Linked DNA regions of Bos taurus: region 2 is linked to region 1. Evidence: chromatin contacts called from public Hi-C data. All regions are on one chromosome and are shown on one strand. The core of a region is the stretch at or near the end of the contact, and the rest is flanking DNA. Distances in the headings are between cores, read along the strand shown.

The links. Hi-C and Micro-C count contacts between places; a contact is called where the count stands out from the background.
Region 2: a Hi-C map of liver shows a contact between it and region 1, with 2.5 times the contacts expected there. The contact joins the promoter of LOC132342072 here to the promoter of PURB in region 1. A contact is called at or near these places in 2 of 11 Hi-C or Micro-C datasets (blood and liver).

The regions. Positions count from the first base shown.
Region 1 is chr4:76,664,461-76,667,913 of ARS-UCD2.0, forward strand. PURB (purine rich element binding protein B) reads left to right here and starts at 1,500. Exons shown (of 1, transcript NM_001206632.1): 1 at 1,500-3,453. The coding sequence starts at 1,513. The coding sequence ends at 2,427.
Region 2 is chr4:76,842,339-76,846,112 of ARS-UCD2.0, forward strand. LOC132342072 (2-oxoglutarate dehydrogenase complex component E1-like) reads right to left here and starts at 2,318. Exons shown (of 24, transcript XM_059885919.1): 1 at 2,292-2,318.

The sequences.
Region 1 (3,453 bases), core at 250-2,749:
AAAAAGAAAAAGAAAAACTTGGGGAGTGCTTCTTCTGTGCCAGGTGAAGTGCTTTATGTGCATTATCTCACTTAATTCTTATAGCAACTCCACAAGATAGTTACTATTATTCCTATTTAACAAGTTATGCAACTAAGGCTTAAGAGGTTAATTGACGTACCCAAAACCTCACAACTAGTATGGGATTCAGACCCAGGCAGAATGACTCTTAGCACACGCCTCCCCCCATCAAAAGATACACATTTTACTTTTTTTTTTTTAATATTTATTTATTAGGCTGGGCTTCCCTGGTGGGTCAATTGGTAAAGAAGCCGCCTTCAACGCGGGAGACCTGGGTTCAATCCCTGGGTTGGGAAGATCTCCTGGCGACGGGAACAGCTACCCACTCCAGTATTCTGGCCTGGAGAATTCTATGGACTGTACAGTCCATGGGGTTGCAAAGAGTAGGACAAGACTGAGCGACTTTCACTTTCACTTTTTTTGGCTGTTGCCGGTCTTAGTTGCAGCATTGAAATCTTTAGTTACCACAAGTGAACTCTTGGTTGAAACATGTGGGATCTAGCCCCCTATATTGGGAGCATGGAATCTCAGCCACCAAACCACCAGGAAGTCCCACTGTTCACTTTTTAAATCCATTCCTGTTTCTCCACACAATGTAACACATGAAACAAGTATTCTTCCAAGTTAACGTGTAAAACGGTTACCAGTCCCTGTACGTACGTGCTTTATAAAAATTAACTCCTTTCCTAAACTCCATCCCCACTACCACTACTTAGTTCAGGCCATCATTTTATCTTACGCCACTGAGACGGTGATGATGATGTTACCAAGCATGTTCCAGGCACTATGTACAGTATTCCACGAACTAAGAGTACGTATTTATTGAGCACTCACTATAACTCAGTCATTATGCTAAATATCACTCACGGATTCTTATACAGCAATCCTATTAGGTTAGTTTTGTTTTGAGTACCCCAACATCTTCCTCTCTTTAATTCCTCTCGTAAATAATAACTGTAGTCCGGTATAATCTCCCTAGAATAAACCGCATTTATTTAAAGCGTAGTTTGAATCACTTTCGGCTATCTGTAAAACCACCACCACAAACAAGATGCAGACTGTTTCCGTCGCCCGTAAGCTTCCAGAGTTCCTTCCCAGTTTGGGTCTCCAGGATCCCCAGACCCCCGCGGACCCGTGACGTCACTGCCCTGCGCCCCGCAGCCGCCGCCTCGCGCGGCGTTTCCGGCAGCAGGAACGTGGGGGCGGGGCGGGGCGGCGTCACGGAGGCGCGCGCCGGAAGCTGGCCCGGCGGAAGTGGCGGGGCGGGGCGCGGGGGCGATGGGGGGGCGGCGGCGGCGGCTGCCGGCGATGAACAGCGGGAGCGCGTGAGCGGGCCGGCGAGCGAGGCTGGGGGGCCCGGGAGAGCGAGCCGCAGGGCGGAGGGCAGGGGCGCGAGCGCGGCGGGCGGCGGGCGGCGGCCTGGGCGCGGCGGCGGCGGCGGCGGCCGAGAAGATGGCGGACGGCGACAGCGGCAGCGAGCGCGGCGGTGGCGGGCCCGGCGGCTTCCAGCCCGCGTCCCGCGGCGGCGGCGAGCAGGAGACGCAGGAGCTGGCCTCGAAGCGGCTGGACATCCAAAACAAACGGTTCTACCTAGATGTGAAGCAGAACGCCAAAGGCCGCTTTCTCAAGATCGCCGAAGTGGGCGCGGGCGGCTCCAAGAGCCGCCTTACGCTGTCCATGGCGGTGGCCGCCGAGTTCCGTGACTACCTGGGCGACTTCATCGAGCATTACGCGCAGCTGGGCCCCAGCAGCCCGGAGCAAGTGGCAGCGGCGGCGGGCGCCGAGGAGGGCGGTGGGCCGCGGCGCGCGCTCAAGAGCGAGTTCCTGGTACGCGAGAACCGCAAGTACTACCTGGACCTCAAGGAAAACCAGCGCGGCCGCTTCCTGCGCATCCGCCAGACGGTCAACCGCGGCGGCGGTGGCCCGGGACCCGGCGGCCTGCAGAGCGGCCAGACCATTGCGCTGCCCGCGCAGGGCCTCATAGAGTTCCGCGACGCGTTGGCCAAGCTCATCGACGACTACGGCGGCGAGGATGACGAGCTGGCGGGGGGCCCGGGCGGCGGCGCCGGAGGCCCTGGGGGCGGCCTGTACGGGGAGCTCCCAGAAGGCACTTCCATCACGGTGGACTCCAAGCGTTTCTTCTTCGACGTGGGCTGTAACAAGTACGGAGTGTTCCTGCGCGTGAGCGAGGTGAAGCCGTCCTACCGCAACGCCATCACGGTCCCTTTCAAGGCCTGGGGCAAGTTCGGGGGCGCGTTTTGCCGATATGCGGATGAGATGAAAGAGATCCAGGAGCGGCAGAGGGATAAGCTTTATGAGCGACGCGGCGGGGACGAGTCAGAGGGAGAGGAGGTGGATGAGGATTGAAACTCGCGGCTTCCTCCCTTACGGGCCTCCCCACCCCACCACCGTCTCCTTGGCTAGAGAACTCCCCTTCCTGTTCATCCCCAGTGAGCTAGTGGAGGGGAAGCAAGGGAGGCCCCGGAGGGGGAAAACAAAATTTTAAATAATATAGTTAATTAAGAGAAATAACCGTAAGAAAACAGTCAGGACAATTAGAGAAAAGCAGTAAAGTTCCAAGGAATTGACAGTAATCTGCAAAGAGAGGACAACAGCGTCTCCTCACCTGAGCAGAAGTCTCAGCTTCTCTTCCTTCCCAGCTAAGGTTCCTAAATCCATCAGGATAACCCTGGATGGGATAGATCCTTGCACGCTGGCCAAGGAACACCTCATCAGTTACCCAGACCCGTTGATGACAGCTCAATTTGTGTTATATTTGGGTAACTTGATCTAAAGATCTTTCTAGACCTCATTGTTGCAGTGTCTATCCCTTCACCTCCATTGAAATCAGCGTTTTGGATCTAGATCTTCATGGAATTCTTGTGAAGAGAGAGGCCTTTGCAGTTACCCAGTCCTGAGGGTACAAGTTTCATGAAAAGGAATGCAACTTTACATAATCATAGACAGGGCAAAATAAGAATTGAAGAAGCCACCAGGGACAGAAACAAATTGGATCCATTTTTAAATGGTTTTGCATAGAACCTGGACCAAGGCCCGTGTCTTGTCTTTGCAGAATTATTTTCCGGGATGCAAATGGATTCAGATGTCAATCCTTGAACTAGAATCCCTTACTATAATGTTTTGGAAGTTGGCAGATTTTTTTCAAAGATAAAAGCAGTTTTACATTGGGGGTTGCTGAGGTAGGCACAATAAGAAATCAGGCATAAAGCACAAGGAAAACTGTTTGAGTGGATTGGTTGCTGCTCACTAAAGTTCTTCCCCGATCTCCAAATATGGAGGTCATGGCTTAGATATGAATGAGAGCCAGATACCCGTGGCTCCACCGTGTGAGCCAGTGAATTATGGCTAATTCGGCTGTTTCGGCCACTGGTT
Region 2 (3,774 bases), core at 1,068-3,567, 180 kb after region 1:
TAAAAATGAACAAAACTACTGATATAGGCAACCACCTGCATGCATTTTCAGAGAATCATGCTTAGCGAAAAAAGCCAACCCTAAAAGGTTACATACTGTACGATTCTCCTTATGTAACATTCCTGACATGTCAAAACTATAGAAATGGAAAACAGATTAGTGGTTGCCAGGAGCTGAGGAACTGCAGGCAGGATGGAAGTGGGTACAGCCATAACAAGATAACAGGAGGGACCCTTGGCATGACGGAAAGGTTCTCTATCTTGACTGTCAATACCTGGTTGTGATATAGTTCTGAAGTTTTTGTAAAAATGTTATTTGAGAAAATGGGTAAAGGGACAGTGGGATCTCTCTGCACTTTTGTTATAATTGCATATAATTGATTTGCATGTACAATTTCTCAAAATTACAAAATTCTAGAATAAATTTCTCAGTAATTGTACAATTATTCCAAAGTAAAACTATCTAAAAATTTTAAAGAAGATGGTACAGTACTTTTCTCAAATGGGGCAGTAAGGAGTAAGGCTAATTAAAAGCAGATCTGATATACATAGATATATATGCAAGATACACATATAGCATGGTAAATATTGCACTTTTAATAAGCTGTGTGTTCAAATTCAAATGAAATCAACAGAAATTAATGTATTTCTGAAATTAAAGATAGTCTTTAAAAGTAACTAAATTTTGGTGATGGCTGCTTACTATGAATACACTACAAACTAGTGAATTGTATACTTGAAAGAATGAACAGTATGGTACATGAATTATATCTCAATAAAGCTGTTTAAGGAAAAAAAAAGGTACTTGAAATGTGGAAAATGCTCTTCAAAATTTTATCAGGATACTCTAATCTTTCTTCAACTTTCAAAATCAGCTAATTTGCAAAGCTAGAATAAGTACTATACATTTTCAGACCGTGAGGATCTTGCACAAAAAAACTGCAGTTTGACTACTGCACCTCTTGTTACAGTGCAAGCAAGACTTCATCCAGGCCATTTATCCTTTTAAAGCTGCTCAGAGCCCAAACCTGGGAGTCAGCCTCTACTTCCTGCTTCAAAGTACAGGTAAAACAAAGCAGAGAAACCCCAGGACAAAAGAGAGTTCACACCTCAGGTCTGAGTCACCTCTCCTCTGTCATGGGTGAAGGGCAGAGAGAGCAAGTTCTTGTCTATACTCAGTGTCTCGCCACCAGTTTTCTACCAAGCTTCGTTACACAACTTACACTGACTCAGGTAGCCTTGCGAAAGGAAAAGGGTGTTCCTCGAGGAAACGCGCTTCATCTCAACATGAACTACCATATCCCTGGAAGAAAGAAGCGTACTGACTACAGTAGGGTACTGCAAGCTAGTCTGCCCATTAAGGGTGTTGCCCCCAAAGAGTTCACAGGGAGGATGGGTACTCTGGGTACTAAGCATGGAGGGATCCTGAGTATTTGGGCACTGAGCGCGCATGCAGCAGAGAAACCTGTCCATTAAGAGTGTCACCCTGAAGAGCACAGAGAATAGAAACGATGAGTGCTGAGTACAGTAAAGGTACTGAGGATAGTGGAGGTACGAAGTGCTGGAGGGTAATTCACTCAGGGTTCACCCCCGAAGAGCGCAGGGAGGATGGGTATGGGGGTACTGAATACACAGGATACTGTGGGCTAAGCCGCTCCTCAAGGGCGTCACCCCAAGGAACACAGGAAGGATGAGTACGACAGAGAAGTACTGCAAGACAGAGGGGTACTGCACAGTAATCTGTTCCTCAAAGGGTCGTCCCAGGGGCGAAGGGTCAGTCCGGACAGAAGCCGACCAGCGTCTTCGCGCTCTGGGAAAAACGAATGCCCACAATTCACAGCTGGTTCTTCAAGGGCGCGCCACCCTTCCAGCCGTCCAGGCTGGGAGAGGACACAGCCTGACGACTCCCACGTGACGCCTCCTCGACCTTGGGGGTCACCCCTGCCGCTGCGCCCGTTCCCTCACATCCGCCGCGCAGCCCACCCCTCTGCCCATCACAGCCAATGGCTTGCCGCTCCGCGCCCCGCGCGACCTCTGCGCTCGCCCGCACCCGCCAATCTCCGCCCGCCAGGAGGCGCCCCCTGCACCATTGGCTGCCACGTCCGTCTGTCAGGCTCCGTCCCACCCACCTCCCCCCGTCAGCCCCGCTCCAGCCAGCTCCACTCCCTGTCACCGGGGCGGCGGCGACAACGAGGGTGCGGCGGCCTTACCCCATGCCAAGACCCTCGCCGCCTGCCTGACCGGCGCGGAGCCTCCCAAATCCGGCGAGACCCAGCCGCCGCGCAAGCCTACCTGTCTCCGGCTCAGCTCCACCCGAATGAGGCGCCGACACCCCACTCCGGGGCACCAAACTCTCGGCCCCGCCTCAGCGTGTGGCGTCAGCACGCCGCCCCGCCCTAAGACGAGAGGGGCCGCCCCAACCTCGTGAGCGGAGTCTTGACGTCACAGAGTCGCGCCCACAACTCCGGTGGCTCGGCCTTGGGGCGGTAGTGTTAGCTCCGGGGTTGTAGCTTGCTTTTGGCACGTCGGGTCCTGACCGGCTTGCGTGACAGTTCTGAAAGGGGTCTGCATGTTGCTAAGTACTGTCTCCTGCAGTAAGCTGTCCGGAGTCCTTTGATGGAGAACTGACCTGGTATGTGATGTCAGAAACAAACCTTGGTCGGCAGTGCGCGCTTGAGGCGCCGCAGGCAGTGACCCACGGAGTGAGAACCAGGAAGTCCTAACCCTGACACTAGGTTTTCCCAAAGTAGGCAACGGGCTCGCGGGAGTCTTCACTTGGTACATGGATGGTTTATTATGCCATTTCATCGAATACCAAGTGGTCATCCGCTTTTAGATGTTATTTTACTTACTGCTGAGAAAGGGAAAGAACAAAAACACTTTTACTAGGACACCTCAATCGTAGATAGAGCACTATTTTCAAAATGTGGAGGACAAAAATCTCAATTTTGTTGAGATATGGTAAGTTGTAAGCAATCACATACAGAGAAAGTCCTTTCAGTTCTTCAGTCTTTATTAGCAAGGGAAAAGCCTCATTTAATGCTAAAGTGTCTTTAATTCCATTTTTTCTTCTTTCCCTTTTCTGACCAAGATAAAACAGGCTCACAACTTTTGGTGGACAATAATATACGTAGAAGTTACTTGGTCTTCCTGATTTGTGATAGGTTATCTTTGAGATATACGGCAAGTAATAGGTTTTCTGATTTACTGTAATGCTAAAATTTTTCTTTTGTAATAAAAATGTCCATTTTAAAACTATAGTAACTAGATACTAGTATGGAAAGGTGGCATCCAAATGACTGACAGGAGGGAAAGGCTTTTCCACACTGTCTTGAATTGTTCCTCCGTGTTTATTCCCCACAATTTAAAGGCAAGGACTGTGTCATGTGGCATAGCCGGGGATACTGGGGTGACAAAGGGCAGTCATCTGGTCATAGGGATCTGACCTTGAAAGCTCCATAGAGGACACAGGTGTCTGAATCTGGGCCGAAATTCAGACAGATTTTGCCACCTGCTGGCAAGTATGATACAGACTTGTAGCAAAATTTCTTCAGTGAAGTAAGTGAAAGTCGCTCAGTCCTGTCTGACTCTTTGGGACCCCATGGACTATACAATCCATGGAATTCTCCAGGCCAGAATACTGGCGTGGGTAGCCTTTCCCTTCTCCAGGGGATCTTCCCAACCCAGGGATCAAACCCAGGTCTACGGCATTGCACGCTGATTCTTTACCAGCTGAGCCACCAGGGAAGCCCACATTTCTAAAAGAGAAAGGCAA